Regions from separate parts of the Arabidopsis thaliana genome. Here region 1 is linked to region 2. The links are chromatin contacts, called in public capture Hi-C maps. All regions are on one chromosome and are shown on one strand. The core of a region is the stretch at or near the end of the contact, and the rest is flanking DNA. Distances in the headings are between cores, read along the strand shown. Region 1 holds the start of AT5G25400 (Nucleotide-sugar transporter family protein). Region 2 holds the start of AT5G24200 (alpha/beta-Hydrolases superfamily protein).

Region 1 (7,623 bases), core at 4,225-6,724, 620 kb before region 2:
ACACTTTTATTATAAAGTACGGTTTTCAAAATTAGTATCGTGACACATGTCAAATTTATCGATCTCAGATTTTGACCTGTGTCAAACAAATATTTTTATTTATTTACTCAGAAAAATATTATATGGAAATTTATTTTCATAATAGTAAAGACGATCATAAAAGTATAGAAGATAACTTATATGGAAACTATATGTATCTTATTAAATTGAATTTTAGTTAGAACTCATGTCTAAATTATATTGAATAAAGCAATTAGTCTATTGTGGTTTAAAACTATAGTGTCATTGGAGATTTGCAAAACTACCCTTTTTTACTACCTTTTTGCAACAATACCCTTTTGTGTTGTCCATTTTTAAAAATACTCTTTCCCTTAAACAGAATGACCAAATTACCCTCATTTAATAGGAACATGTAATTGGAAACTGAAATTTTTCCGCCAAATTTATTTTTCCTGCCAAAAAACAAAATTCCAACCAAAAAAAAAAAATTCACCAAATCTTTTTTTTGTCACAAAAATTTTCTCAGTCAAAAAAATGCTTTTAAAAATCCTTGTAAATTTATTTTGGCGGGAAATAGATTTACAAGGGATTTTAAAAGATTTACATTGGATTTTAAAAGGGTTTTAAAAGATTTACAAGGGATTTAAAAAGGTTTTAAAATATTTACAAGAGATTTTAAAGGGTTTTAAAAGATTTACAAAGGTTTTTTAAAGATTTTTAAAGGGTTTAAAAGTATTTTAAAAGATTTACAAGGGATTTTAAAATGCTTTTAAAATATTTATAAGAGATTTTAAAGGGGTTTTAAAAGATTTACAAGGGATTTTAAAAGAGTTTTTAAAGGGTCTTCTTGTAAATTCTTTAAAAATCTTCTAAAAACCCTTGTATATCTTTTAAAACATTTTTAAACCCTTTAAAAATCTCTTGTAAATCCTTTAAAACCTTATAAAATCACTTGTAAATCTTTTAAAACACTTTAAAAATCTTTTTAAAAAACTTTGTAAATCTTTTAAAGTCCTTTAAAATTCCTTATAAATATTTTAATACCCTTTTAAAACAATTTTAAACACTTTAAAAATCTTTAAAAAACCTTTGTAAATCTTTTAAAGTCCTTTAAAATTCCTTGTAAATCTTTTAAAACCATTTTAAAATCCCTTGTAAATCTTTTAAAACCTTTTTAAAATCTCTCGTAAATATTTTAAAACCCTTTTAAAATCTCTTGTAAATCTTATAAAACCCTTTAAAAATCCCTTGTAAATCTATTTCTCGTCAAAAAAAAATGCGGGAAAAATATGTGTATTTCTCGTATTTATTTTTATTTAGATACTTTCAAAGTAATTAATAAATGACTAGCTCCATCTTTGGTGTCTGATAATGCACAATAATGAATACGAGGCGAAACCAAAAGACCTAGGTAAAACTTCATAAGCAAAACTCGATGTCAACATGCCATTAATTAAAGGGCAATTGACAAAAATAGCACCAAAAAAAGTTTTTCTTCCAAAATTAGCACAATATTTTTAAATTTCACAAATAGTACTATAAAGTTCAATTAAACTTAACTAAAATATAAGATAAAAAAATAAAAATGAGAGCAACCACTAATGTAATATTAAATTGAATCAAAAATATACCCTAAATTGGAAATAGGGAACCCAAATATAATACCATAAACTAATATTAAAATGAATAAAATTGTTTTTTTAAATGGTTCAAATATATACCCACAATTGGAAATAAAGAACCCAAATATAATATTTTAAATTTATTTCTAATTATTTTGGTTAAACAGATTTTATATAAAAATTTGTGATATTATTGAAAAACAAAATTAGTGATTATAATTTTAGAACAAAAACTTTATAGTAAGTCAAGTAGTGCTATTTTTGGAAGTTTATGGAATATGTGCTATTATTGTCAGTAAAACTTGCTTTAATGCTATTTTTAGGATTTTCTCTTAATTTAAAATATCTTCCACTAGGGTTATTAGTGATTCAAATATAATTAAAATTTTACATTTATTAGGTAGGTTTTTGTATTTTGATTTTACGAATAGAAATATTTTATTATTACGATAAATACAATTTTTATCTAATTCAATCAATGGTAAGTCATTTATATTGCTATTTTGAATTTCAATATTAATTGTAATTGGTTAATATCCATGCTAAAAAATATTTTAAAATAAATATTTTCATACATGTCAAAATCTAATTGACCAATAACTCATGTAAAATTAAGATATGTAATTTTTGATTATTTTTTGTTAGTTTTTTATAATTAAGGAAATTAAAGTAAAAAAAACATTATGACAAATATGAGCAAAACATAAGTAAATTAAAAAAAAAGGCAAAATTAAAAGATTACCGAAATGAACTTGAAACAAAAACACCTACCATCGCTATACCTCTTGTGTGTGAACCCATGCATAAACCATTTGAGACAAATTTTTCTATTAAATTCTTGTGAAGTAACGTTGTCACACAAAACTACCGAAAAAGTTAATAACAATTGCAATTAATAGAATTAAGAAATGAGCAAGTTAAATAACACAAGAATTTAAAAGAATTTGTGAAATGTCTAATTGAATAACACTAGAATTTAAGATTCTATTAAAGTATATCAAATTCATGCGTCCAATACCCCCACCTAAATATCAAAGGGGTAATCCATTAGCCTAATATTAATTTTTTTGTATATGTCTTTGTAGATGGACGGACCAAATGTTACGGATCATATCTCACCAGGACAGTTCTACCTGATCTTGCTAGGCATCTTTGCCCTACTTGTGGTTGGTTGCTTCCTCTTCATGCTCTTTTGGTACGTGAAGAGGAAGCTAGCAGCAAAAACAAATCATCATGATTTCACCGGAGCTCGAGCTGGCCGGTGAATGACGTGAAGAGATCAAGAGATGGATTGTGAAAATTTATTGTTAGAGCACTAAGACTTATTAGACGGTTAGTTATACTTTACTTGTGTTCTAAAGTATAATTAATTTAGTGTTAGAGTACTAAGACTTATTAGACTGTTAGTTACCCTTCAAAGTTCAAAACAAAACAAACCACTACTTCATAAAAAAAAACTCAACGAAACAATTTCCAATCGAAGTTTGTGCTCTGCTTCTTGACTCCTCTGAAAGACATATGTGACGCAACCAAGGTATGTTTATTGAATCAAACGCTTCTTAGAACAAAGATTAAGAATAAGATCTAGATAAAAATTTTAGATGGAGAGCGGACCAAATATGACGGATCTGATCCCACCAAGACAGTTCTACCTGATCTTGTTGGGCATCTTTGCCCTACTAGTGGATGGTGGCTGCCTCTTCTGGTGAGTGAAGAGGAAGCAGCAAAAGCAAATCATCAAGGTTTCACCGGAGCTCGAGCTGGCCTGAAGATTGCAATCTTCTGATTCGTTTGATTATCCCTCATGTTTGATTTTATGATGACATATTTTCTGTTTCTTTAAATTCGTAACATCTTGTGTGAACTTCTTTAAGATTATGTTTTTATTTTGGGATTATGTTTTTATCAACCTAGATATGTTTCAAAAAGAGAAATCTTTTTTTTTTGTGTGTCTTGATTTTTTTTTTTTTTAATTTGGTGTTCTTGAAAAATGAACCATACATTAACAACACTAACACAAACCTTCACGCTATACGTAATTGTGTAGTTTATCTTTGTTATGTTTATAGGCTGACGAGTTTGGGCCACAAACATATTATTATTTCGTACTAATAATAGTGAAGGGGAATTAGTTAGTTAACTGTCAAATTATTTCCTTAAACTAAAAACTTCAAAGACAAATAATGGAAAAATCGATAAAGATCAACCTGTATACTTTTTAAAATTTTCAATGAATATCCAAAATGTTCCAACTGCAAAATTTACTAAAAGTATTATTGCGAGGCAAATAGTAATCAACTTCATAGCAAAAATTATGCACTATCGTTTTTGTTTTTTTTCAATCTGCACTATTTATGATTCACGCAATATATATAGTCCATTGGCAGCCAAAACTAAAAAGAAGGAACTTGAAAAGAAAAAAAAAAGAACAGAAGATAAAGACAATTTTCACTATCTAGGATACTCTCATATGGGTATCGATAGATCAGAACCTAACACAGGATTCACCGCTAAGGCAAATAGTAACATAGGAAGAACTAAACAAGACCACTTAGACCAAATGCCATTCCCTTATGTCTCTCATTATCAAAACCAAAAATTTCTGGCATCTACTATAACCTTCAAGCTCTTATTCCAGCAAATGTATGTTAAACAAAAAAATTTGAAGTTTTACCAAAATCCAATTCTTCACCTTTTAATCCTCTGGCTCATTCTTCCTCCCACCTTCATTTCCTTCCCTCTCTTCCAAAAGCCGACCAGTCTCTTCATCAACTTGCTGAGCAGTCTTCTGAGCTTCTTTAGCCTTCAATGCTTGTAGCTTCGCGTGATTATAATACGCAACTCCCAAGAAAGCAATCCCATAACCAAAAAGATTAATAGGAGTCACTGTGTCCTTAATGACCGACCACGAAAAGGCGATCAAGAGCCAGTCCTTAACCACACCAGCAACATTCATGGTCAAAGCAGAGGTTTTCCCAACCAAAAGAAACACAGCAAGATTCAGAGCAAATGCACAGAACGAATTCGTCCCGAAAATGAGGTAATCGAAATGGAAGCTAGAGGTATCTCTCAAGATCGGAAACTCCACGACAATCCAAGGGATAAACAAGAAAGCTAAGCAGCAAGGAGCAACGTAATAAAGAGAAGTGATAGGATTCAAAGTGATTCCTTTAGAAGTAAGCAAGATCTGAATCATTACCAAACGAGTCGCCTCGAAAGCAACAGCACCAAGCTGGAGAATCACACCCCAAACATCGAATCTAGCTTCGCCATAAGCAGCAATGGCTACACCAAATGAGATCGAAAGCATGTTCATCATCGTCTCAGATTTGAAACCCTCTTTCTTGAAGAGCACGCCAATTGAATAAACGGCGACTGGCATTAACGCTTTGAGCATCTGAATGAAGGAGACCGAGAGGTAAATGTAGGCTGAGTTAGAGAGCCAAAGAGAGAGTGAATACAAGGCTCCGATCGGGACGACGGATCTGAGATAAGTGTCACGTGACATTGAGACCGGTTCGACAAATTTGAAGACCTTGATGAGAAGAAAAGCTAGGGTTGAGCAAAAGGACATGTGGATCATTGTGAGTGAGATCGGGAATGGCCAATCGTACATCTTCTTGTCGAGGATATATTTGTTGTAGACGATGACGGTGAAGCTTAGGAAGATCCATATTGCTACGTATGTGTAGGAGATGATTATGTTCTTAATCACGCCTTCGCTTAGTGATCCACCTTTACCCATATTCGTGATGTTTTTGCCTCTCTTACGACGGTGGTTCTGCGGCGGAGACGGTGGTGTATTCTCCGAAGTTTGTGAATTTTGGTGAGATCCTGAAAAAACGTTTTCAGAGTTTACTAAAAGAGAGAGACTCACACGTAACGGAAGTGATTCACCAATTTATAATTGTTTTCGGTTATAAATAAAATAAAATAAAAAGAATAATAGCGAAATTAATTAAATTTTAAAACGACCAAACCAGTCAAATTCTGAACTAACAAAATGTAATTTAACTCTAAACCAGCCAATATAACTAGTTAAAACTTTATACCTGGTGTTTGTGTCCGTTTTAAGATTTTAAATCATTTTTGAGAAACAATGTTTACATAAATGATATAGTGCGGTTGAATACTAATATTTTTATTCGATATAACATGAATATTTAATTAGTTACATATTTATGTATTTTTAAAACTTATTAGACCTCTCATATAAAATATCTAGAAGACATATATAACAGTATTTATATTTTAAGTATCCAAAAAACAAAAATATTGCCGGTAATCTATATATAATCGTCTCAGTCAAAATAGAATAAAAATAATAAAATAACCCTACCGCATCAAAATATCCAAAATATCAAAATTCGTCAACTTAACCTATTAAATATTTATGTCAAAATAGATGCTCTCCTTATATCTAAACAAGATGTTTAAACATCGACACAAAATATCCAAAATCCAAAGTGTGTCCATGATATGATATCATATATAAACTTGAGATGCTATCTAGACTTGGAAGAGGTTCACTTGATAAAATGTTTCAACTTGAGCTAGTTGATTAATTTTAGCCCGCTTAGATTTATTTACTTGAATCTCTTTTGTTATGTAAGATAATTTACTTAAACTTGTATGTGAAACTAAGTCAAAATCGCCTTTATCACATGCCTAAGTAAAAAATAATCAAATAAAATTGAATATCAAAAATCAGTATTTTAAAATAAAATTCTATAAGAATTGCTCATAAAGTTTATCATGATCGGGACAAGACGGAATAGGACAGGACATGAACTTTACCCAAACCAGGTAAACATGTTAAAATAGTAAAACCTTTCTTAATCTAGGTAGGACTAACATTCGAATCACAAGAATCTGATTCGCAGATGTGTTTAACAAAAGTGGCAAATCTCTTTCACATTTAATGTTCATTATTCTTTATTAAACTAATTAATTATCATCCTACCACTTGTACCTTCATAAGTATCATAATGACTACTATACTAATCTCCTGTAATTATATCATGTCCACAAATTCAATAGAAAATATCAACTACTCTTTAAACAGTAGGCCATATCAGTTTACAAGTCTTAGAATCACAACACATATACTATATTTGAGGAAAAATGTTTACGTATATATACGTACTCATTTCTAGAGCTATCATATATTCATATATATGTTCGAAAATTATATTAATTATTAGCTACACGTAAATTACTTACCCTCGATTATTATTAACCCTCAACTATATTATTATCTTGATCATATAATTCAATGATTCTCCTTTAGACCTGTGCAATGGATCCAGATCCAGGACAGGTCCAGTTAAGCAACTCCTCGATCATCTGCATCGCCATTTGATCATCTTCCTGAACGTCTTCGTTTCGTACCTTCATCTTATTAGTCTCAATATCACCACCGGGACGTGCGTTAACTTTGTCACCTAGTTCAACAAGCTTGACCCAGTTTGGACTCGTTTTTGACCCGGCGCGTTTCTGCCAGACGCCGATGTGTGAGCTGTCGTTGTCGAGGCGGAGACACGTCAGATACGGTGTCTGGTCTTTACAGTTCTTCCTTAGCTTAGCGTTCAATAGTTCCGATAATGATTTGGGAGACCTTAACGCAGAGTTAATCTCCAAGGAATTTGAACCGTTCGATTTGATGACGGGGAAGTTAGTCTTCGCGCTCTGGCCGTTCATTAGAACCGCGGCTTGGTCGTAGGCTCTAGCCGCTGTTTCCGCCGTGTCGAATGTTCCTAGCCACACTCTTCTCTTCCTGATAGCTCACATAAGTTACGTAAGCAAAAAACACACATTTTATTCAAACTTCAAAGTACTAAAACAAACACACAACAAATTTGTTATAAATTGTTACTGATAATAAATTGGGTCGTTTTCTTTTTGAGGAAAGTTTATAGTGAGTAGTGTTCGTTCCTTCCCAATTCTTTGCTATATGATTTTCTATAATCCAACTAAGACATAGAAAATACATCAGTATCAA
Region 2 (7,002 bases), core at 504-3,003:
TTAGATTAGTGGTTGCTCTCATTTTTATTTAGGGAATTGATACAAATAGTAATAAAAAACTTTATTATTTAATTAATATATAAATGATTAAAAACTTTATATGATATTTTTGGAAGTTTCAAAACAAAGTATCATTTTTGGAATAATAAAGTTTTTTAGTGCCATTTGTGTCAATCCCCCCATATTATTTGGGAGATAGTATTATTTGTGAAGTACCATAAGTATTATGAAGATTTGATACCTCATTAAGGTCTAGGACTCTTGCTATGCCGGCTTTGAGGATATCCCTAGCGAGTCGGACCGCACATTTAAGATCCTCACTCTCCACTAGCTGCTCTAGAGGAATCAAGGAGATAGGTGGATTGAAGATGTAAGCCTCGACAGGGCATCCATACATGGCCATGATCTTCCCCGCGAGTAGTGCAAGGCCAGCTCCTAGAGAGTGTCCAGCGATCCAGATAGCTGTGTTTCCATATGTGGCCACAAAATATTGCATTGCTTGAATGGCCTGCACAAATCTACCCCCGCGGTAGAGGTTCTCGAAGGCGATACGAATGTTAAGCTGAACATCACAAGCCATAGTTTGTGGGCTTAAGATCGTTCCACGTAACGCAATAATGTAACGTGGAGGTACTATCGAGTTGGGAGTATTCTGGTAATTGATGTCGTTCTGGAAAACGGCCCCGTATATGGAGCCATCTAATGCGTCCCTAAGTTGTTGGTATAAAGTGAACCTGTAAAACGCCCACCAAGGTCTAGCTTTTGAGTCAGAACCACACCGGTTTTGTTGCCTATCTCGTTCCATTGTGTACACTCCTTGCACTAAACATGATACCAATGACGCTCGGTGGTACAAATTGTTCCTATTGAAAAACAAACCAATTACAGTATATACACCACAGAATCATCGAGTAGATATGTATATTATTTTGTTTGTGTCATCATTAAGAAATATTACTTGAATTTAATGTTGAAAGACACATGCAAAAGTATGTCGAAGTCAAAAGAAAAAAGAACCAATAAAAAACCATCGGATGAAGTGGTATCAATATATTTGTACAGTCAATTAATTATTTTTGTCTCTCAGATTTTTGTTCTGTTAAAAAAATAATGGTATCTAAATCGAATTTGCGATATTTGAGTAATAATTCGTGATCAATGTAATCATCTACTCTTTGTTTAAAAAAAAAAAAAGGGCAAAAAAGAATCCATAATCAATATTATTTTGGAAGGGAAGATATAAAATGAAACTGCATATTTACCAGTCAAAAGAGGGAATTGGAGGGGGACCAGAAAAGCTAAAAATCTCTCTGCGTGAGGCCATCAGCAGCTCCTCCTAATTCACACTTTCACCGTCTTCTCTTCTTCTTCTTTTTATCACTTACATGTTAGAATGGTATCCATTCATACTACATACGAAAAAGGTGATGTAACTAACAATAAAAGTATATAGTAATTAACTAAAACATAAAATTAAAATAATTAAAGTGTATGATAGATACAATGATATAGCTGTAAATACAAAAATATCAAGTACCCCTGGTTTTGTAACTGGTTTCACTTTGTGAGTGAAGTGAGAGAGCTACTGACGAAACCAACCAAAAACAAACACAGGTTGATGATCAACCTGAAGAGAAAGACATTTGAGCTAGTTTTAAAAATTCATTGTGATTGTTCTAACTCTAAGTCATCTATTTATATGATCAATGAGAGGAATTGTTGTTTTCTCTAGAAATAAAAATTGTCAAGATATACAAAAAATAAAGGAGGAAGATAAATATTAAATATGTCTTGTGTATCTCCACGGGGAATTTAGCCACAAATTTCCACAACAATTTCCTCTTTTCTTTTTAACAAAACGAATAGGAATACAAAACAAATAGGAAATTGTCGGTAAATTTCCCATGAAGATATTTGAGTTGAAATAAAGCTAAGGTGATTGAGAAAGCATATGGAAACTGTTAAATACTTTGGGAAAGTACCTGGAAAGATCATTTAATGTGTTGTTATTTAAATCTATGATAATTTTCTAAAACATATTTCAATAATAATTACTACTAAAATCTTTGAAAAAAATATCATTTGGAAAGACTTTCTAGGCGTCTTCGTATTGAAACCAAATGTATCATTTGGGAAGACTCAAAAAGTCTTCCAATGTAAATTTCATATATAACTAGAGTCTTCCTAAACACTGATTTAAAATCAGTCTTCAAATTAAAACTTAAGAATAAGTTTCATACACTTTTTAAATATTTTGTAGGGATAGTTTTGTGGATTTTTTGAATTTTTTACAAATTATAGAGTCTTAAGAAAATTAATATAAAAGTAAATGTGAAGAATTAAAGCAAATACATTATACATTTTTTTTTTGTCTGGGGTAAGCCCTTACATACTTCACCAAGGTAATGTATGTTATAACAACATCTTCATATATGCTTTAATTCGTGCATGCATCATCTTCATATATATGCTTTTAGAAAAACAAAATAAAAACAACCGAGAATTAAACAAATACCAAACACACACTGACACAGTCAGTCACACCACACAAAGAAAACGATTTCTCTGGACGTACGTCTACTTTTATTCCTTTTGCAAATTTTATATAACATTTACTTATATATTTTTTAAATTGTAATGAATTTTGACTAAATCGTCGACTAAAATAACCTAGACAAAAAAAAAACAAGTTATTTTTCTAAAATTATATTTGTTCCTATTATCCATGGTAAGCAACATGAGTACGGGGGAGAGATCTCCACGTCTCTTTTTTTAAGGGATCACATGGTTTAATTTGTATATAATGGCTGTGCTCGCAGCACAAATGAACGGTGCATATTTTCTTTGACTTTGGCAATCAATCACGCTATATACCTTAACACTCATTCAGCAGATAATTTACTCGCAGTTCACATTTGAAAAAAATGAAATACGACTATATAGTTGTACATTTTTTGGGTATACCATACAATTTTTTTAAGAAAACGGATGAACCATGTCCATATGACCATATCCAATCTTCGATTTGAAAAAATATACGAGTTTAGGTATAGAATCAAACCAAATATTTTTTTTAAAACGGATGAACCATGTCCATATGACCATATCCAATCTTCGATTTGAAAAGATATACGAGTTTAGGTATAGAATCAAACCAAATATATTTTTTTTAACTCAAATTCATATTCAATTAGACTTAGTATATAAAATTAATAAAAATATAATATATAACACAAAATACTATATTTTTATCTAAAATTGAATGAAAACTTAAATTCGACCCGATATAAATGTTGGGTATAGACTGGATATGTTATTTTAAATATGAAACCGATTGTCCGAGCCAATAAATTTTTAAATTGTTTACGTAACAAAATATTTAATGATAATGAAAGCGTTTTGGTATATTTCAAATCTATTTAAAATAAAGATTATATTTAATTTGTTTACACCAAAACTAAAGGAGTTCAATTTAAAAAAAAAAACATTGTAAAATAGAATTTAGGAAAAACATTCTTAATCAGAAATATTTATTTGTTTAAATTTAAGTATGATGGTTTGTTTTATTTTAAACTATATAATACGAAATGCAATTGACAACAAAATGATTGAAAAAGCTACAAAACATAACACCATTAAAGGTCGGATATCTCACCAAAACCGGCCATAATAAAATTGAAATCCAACCACAATCCATTTTTGTTCAATTAATGATTCCAAAACATGGAAAAGACAGAAAAACAAGATATGAACGGAAACGAACCATAGTGCCATGGAAAAGGGTAGATAGAGTGTTCCAAACTAACGATCAGCAGAACATAAATAAGAGGCATACATCAATTTAACCAAACAAAAAACCTTATTATATGGCCCTCTAATTTATCATTTGATGCACTCTTCAAGATTTGTCTCCAGGATCGGGCCTAATCAAACAGTTTTTCCAATTTTTCCTTAGGACGGAGTCTTGCTCCCACCATTGGTGAAGCCCATGAGCTGCCATAGACGAAGCCGATTTGTTCTTGTTTACAGTCATATCTGCTGATGGAAGAAGGTGAAGAGGTTCCATTGACAAATCAGACAGTGGTGATGATGATGATGATGATGTTCCTATTCTTCGGGTCCATGGATTTCTAAATGAGCTTCTAGAACCGATTCTCTCGATGTGGCTTGCTCCGATCTTAGACATGAAGATTTTGTGTTTGAAGTAATCAATGTATCCTGCACATATTGGATCTGCTGGATTCACATATAAATAAGGTATCCACAATGCTGTTTTGGAATCTTCTTGAACCTGTAATAGTTAAAGACAACCGTATTGATTTACAAAAAAAAAAAAAGTATCAATATAGGTTCTCGTAAGAAAATAAACTATAAACTAGTACTGGAAATATTTTCAACAATGTTGTTTTTTTTTTGTAATAATTTTCTAATTTGACCAACATGGAAAACTTGATATCGTGGCCTCGACTAACAAGATGAGTTCTTAATGACTAAACCACCATAGCTAATTGAATTCGTTATCCAAAAATGATCAAACATTTGAAATTCGTTAAAAAGATTATATATTTACCCGTTGATCAGTTAAGGCCATAGTAACAGTAGCTGCAGTAGCTTTGACGAGGCTCTCGGTGATTCGAAACACACCTTTAAGTAGAACGCCGCCAGGTAGCTGCTCTAGAGGAATAGATATGATGGGTGGGTTGAATATGTAACTCTCGAGAAGGAATCCAGAAATTTTCATGGTCTTCCCGGCCAGCAACACTAGGGCGGCTCCCAAAGAGTGTCCAGCAAGCCAGATAGCTGATTCGCTGTGTTTGTCAATCATAGCGCGGATAGCTTGTATGGCGTGGATAGTCCTGGGGCCTTGATGGAGGTTATCTAAGATGCATCGGATGTCAAGTTTCACATCAGGCATCCAAGTTTCTCCCTTTAGAACCGTGCCGCGGAAGGCAATAACATAATGTGGAGGTGGTTTCAAATTAGGGTTTTTTTGGTAAAGATTGTAGTGGTCGTATTCGAAAATGGCGCCATATATGGAGCGGTCGTCGTCGATCAAGGTTTCGAGTAAAGTGAAGTGGAAAAATTCCCACCAAGCCGTGGCTAGTGAATCGGGACGACGTACCCTTTTCTTAAGCCTGTCCCCTTCCAATAAGTACACTCCATTTACCAAACATGATGCCACTGAAGTTCGATGGTACGAATTGTTCCTATTTAACAAAACCAATATATCTTTTAGTAGCTAGCTAGTAGGTATTGGTATTTTTTTTATTACCACACATTGGTGGTGAGTGGTGATCATCAAATAATAATAAGAACGAAATGATAAGAGAAAAAGTGGAAATGAACACAATGTAGTTGAAAACAATTCATTTAATGAATTTAGTCTCTTCTGAAATATTTATTATTGATGTTTATTTTAAATAAAATTTTAGTAGTAATTTTAATACTTTTTTCAAATTTAATGTTAAATTATATTCAAAGAAAAAAGGTTAATATAAAATTCACCTGAAAACATATCTTTTTTTTTTAAGTATCAATACTAGTTTAAATAAAGTCATAACATTCATTTCATGTGACAATTAATTTGAAAGTTATTTTTTGTATGAATATATAATAAAAATGAAAGTATATAGTACATAAAGAAATGTAACTATTATCATAAAAAAATATTAAAATTAACAACTATAAACGATCTTAATTTTAAATTTCATCATTCTTGAATTTTGTTTTCATAAACAATAAAGAGGAATCGTGTAAAACTCATATCTCGGCCGGAAACTTGAAAAACAATTACATGTAAACTGGGGAATAAAGAAGAACATGACATTCTCAGTCGTTATTTTCCTCATAAGTGGTTATCAACTAAAACCTAAGAAATCATGCACAGCACATGAATTCATGTAGTTTTAATAAAAATAAACTAATCATCGTCTATCATAAAAGATTTTTAGGTTTGTTTGTTAAAGAATTTTAATATTCCCTCCAATGATCTTATTCCAATTCTTTTGTCGGATATATTTTTTTAAACTTTAAAACTGATATTTTTAAAATTTGAACTTGGTCTTAAGTTCTTAACTAAGAAAGCAAATTCTTGAACATTTTTATAGTATGAAAAATAATTTCAAAAGGAAGTATACTAAAATATATATATACCAATCAATAGATGTAAGATGGAAAGGGCCAGAGACGCTGAAAGCATTTCTATCTGAGGCCATCGATTCTTCTTCTTCTTCTTTTTCCTACGAGGGAAGAATTTGACAAGTGAAAACAATAAAATCAATTTCAATGGATGCACTCTTTTTGGCCACTGCCAACACTTTCATAATTAAACTGAATTTCGATCAAGATCTCTAATTACCAAAAGTTAAAACTACACAAAGAATAAGATTATACTTATGTGCTTTAAAAGACAGATTATACAAAAACATTGTAGGAACTTTTTCTTGGCTTTTTCATGGCACTCTTTACAATAAATACAAGGATTTCTTTTTATTAAAAAACATAAAGAAAAAAGAAAGATTTTGAAAATTACCCTTGTCCGTGGTCTTAATAAGTCAATCAGAATCGAACACAATCGAATCTGGTTAAGGAAGAGATCCCAGTAAGTAAATTATAGAGTTCTTCTGTTCTTTTTTCTTTCTTTCAAGAATTCCTTTTAAAGAACGATTTATAGATGCTAAAAGCTGAAGACTTTTTCTAAGATATGAAGACTTTTTTGATCCGGATCGGAGGTGTTGAGACCTCCCTAGGAACAACTTATCCCTTTTACATCAACGTGAGCACTAACAAGAGCCAGAATGTATCAATAACATCTTTATATACATTTGACAAGGTTCCTAGTTCTTACAAATTGGCAATTAAAAATATATTAATAATTAAGTGGACTAGTAGTACTCACTTTTGCTCTATTCACATCTAAACTAGATTTAAACAAGTGGTACTCAATTACTCATTTCTGCTGCCATTCTCATCAAAACTAGATTCCAACATGGTTTATCATAT

Evidence for each region. Capture Hi-C pulls out chosen DNA fragments and counts their contacts.
Region 1: a contact with region 2 is called in a capture Hi-C map of root, with 3 times the contacts expected there. The contact joins the promoter of AT5G25400 here to the promoter of AT5G24200 in region 2. A contact is called at or near these places in 3 of 26 Hi-C or Micro-C datasets (callus, root and seedling) and 3 of 3 other capture datasets (root, seedling and shoot).

The regions. Positions count from the first base shown.
Region 1 is chr5:8,821,027-8,828,649 of TAIR10.1, reverse strand. AT5G25400 (Nucleotide-sugar transporter family protein) reads right to left here and starts at 5,474. Exons shown (of 1, transcript NM_122449.2): 1 at 4,011-5,474. The coding sequence starts at 5,367. The coding sequence ends at 4,318. It overlaps SHN3 (Integrase-type DNA-binding superfamily protein), which reads right to left. Exons shown (of 2, transcript NM_122448.4): 2 at 6,588-7,398. The coding sequence ends at 6,909.
Region 2 is chr5:8,197,670-8,204,671 of TAIR10.1, reverse strand. It overlaps AT5G24200 (alpha/beta-Hydrolases superfamily protein), which reads right to left and starts at 1,753. Exons shown (of 4, transcript NM_001343849.1): 1 at 1,538-1,753; 2 at 1,263-1,409; 3 at 242-863. The coding sequence starts at 1,324. It overlaps AT5G24190 (Lipase class 3-related protein), which reads right to left and starts at 4,915. Exons shown (of 2, transcript NM_122325.2): 1 at 4,571-4,915; 2 at 3,621-4,291. The coding sequence starts at 4,915. The coding sequence ends at 3,899.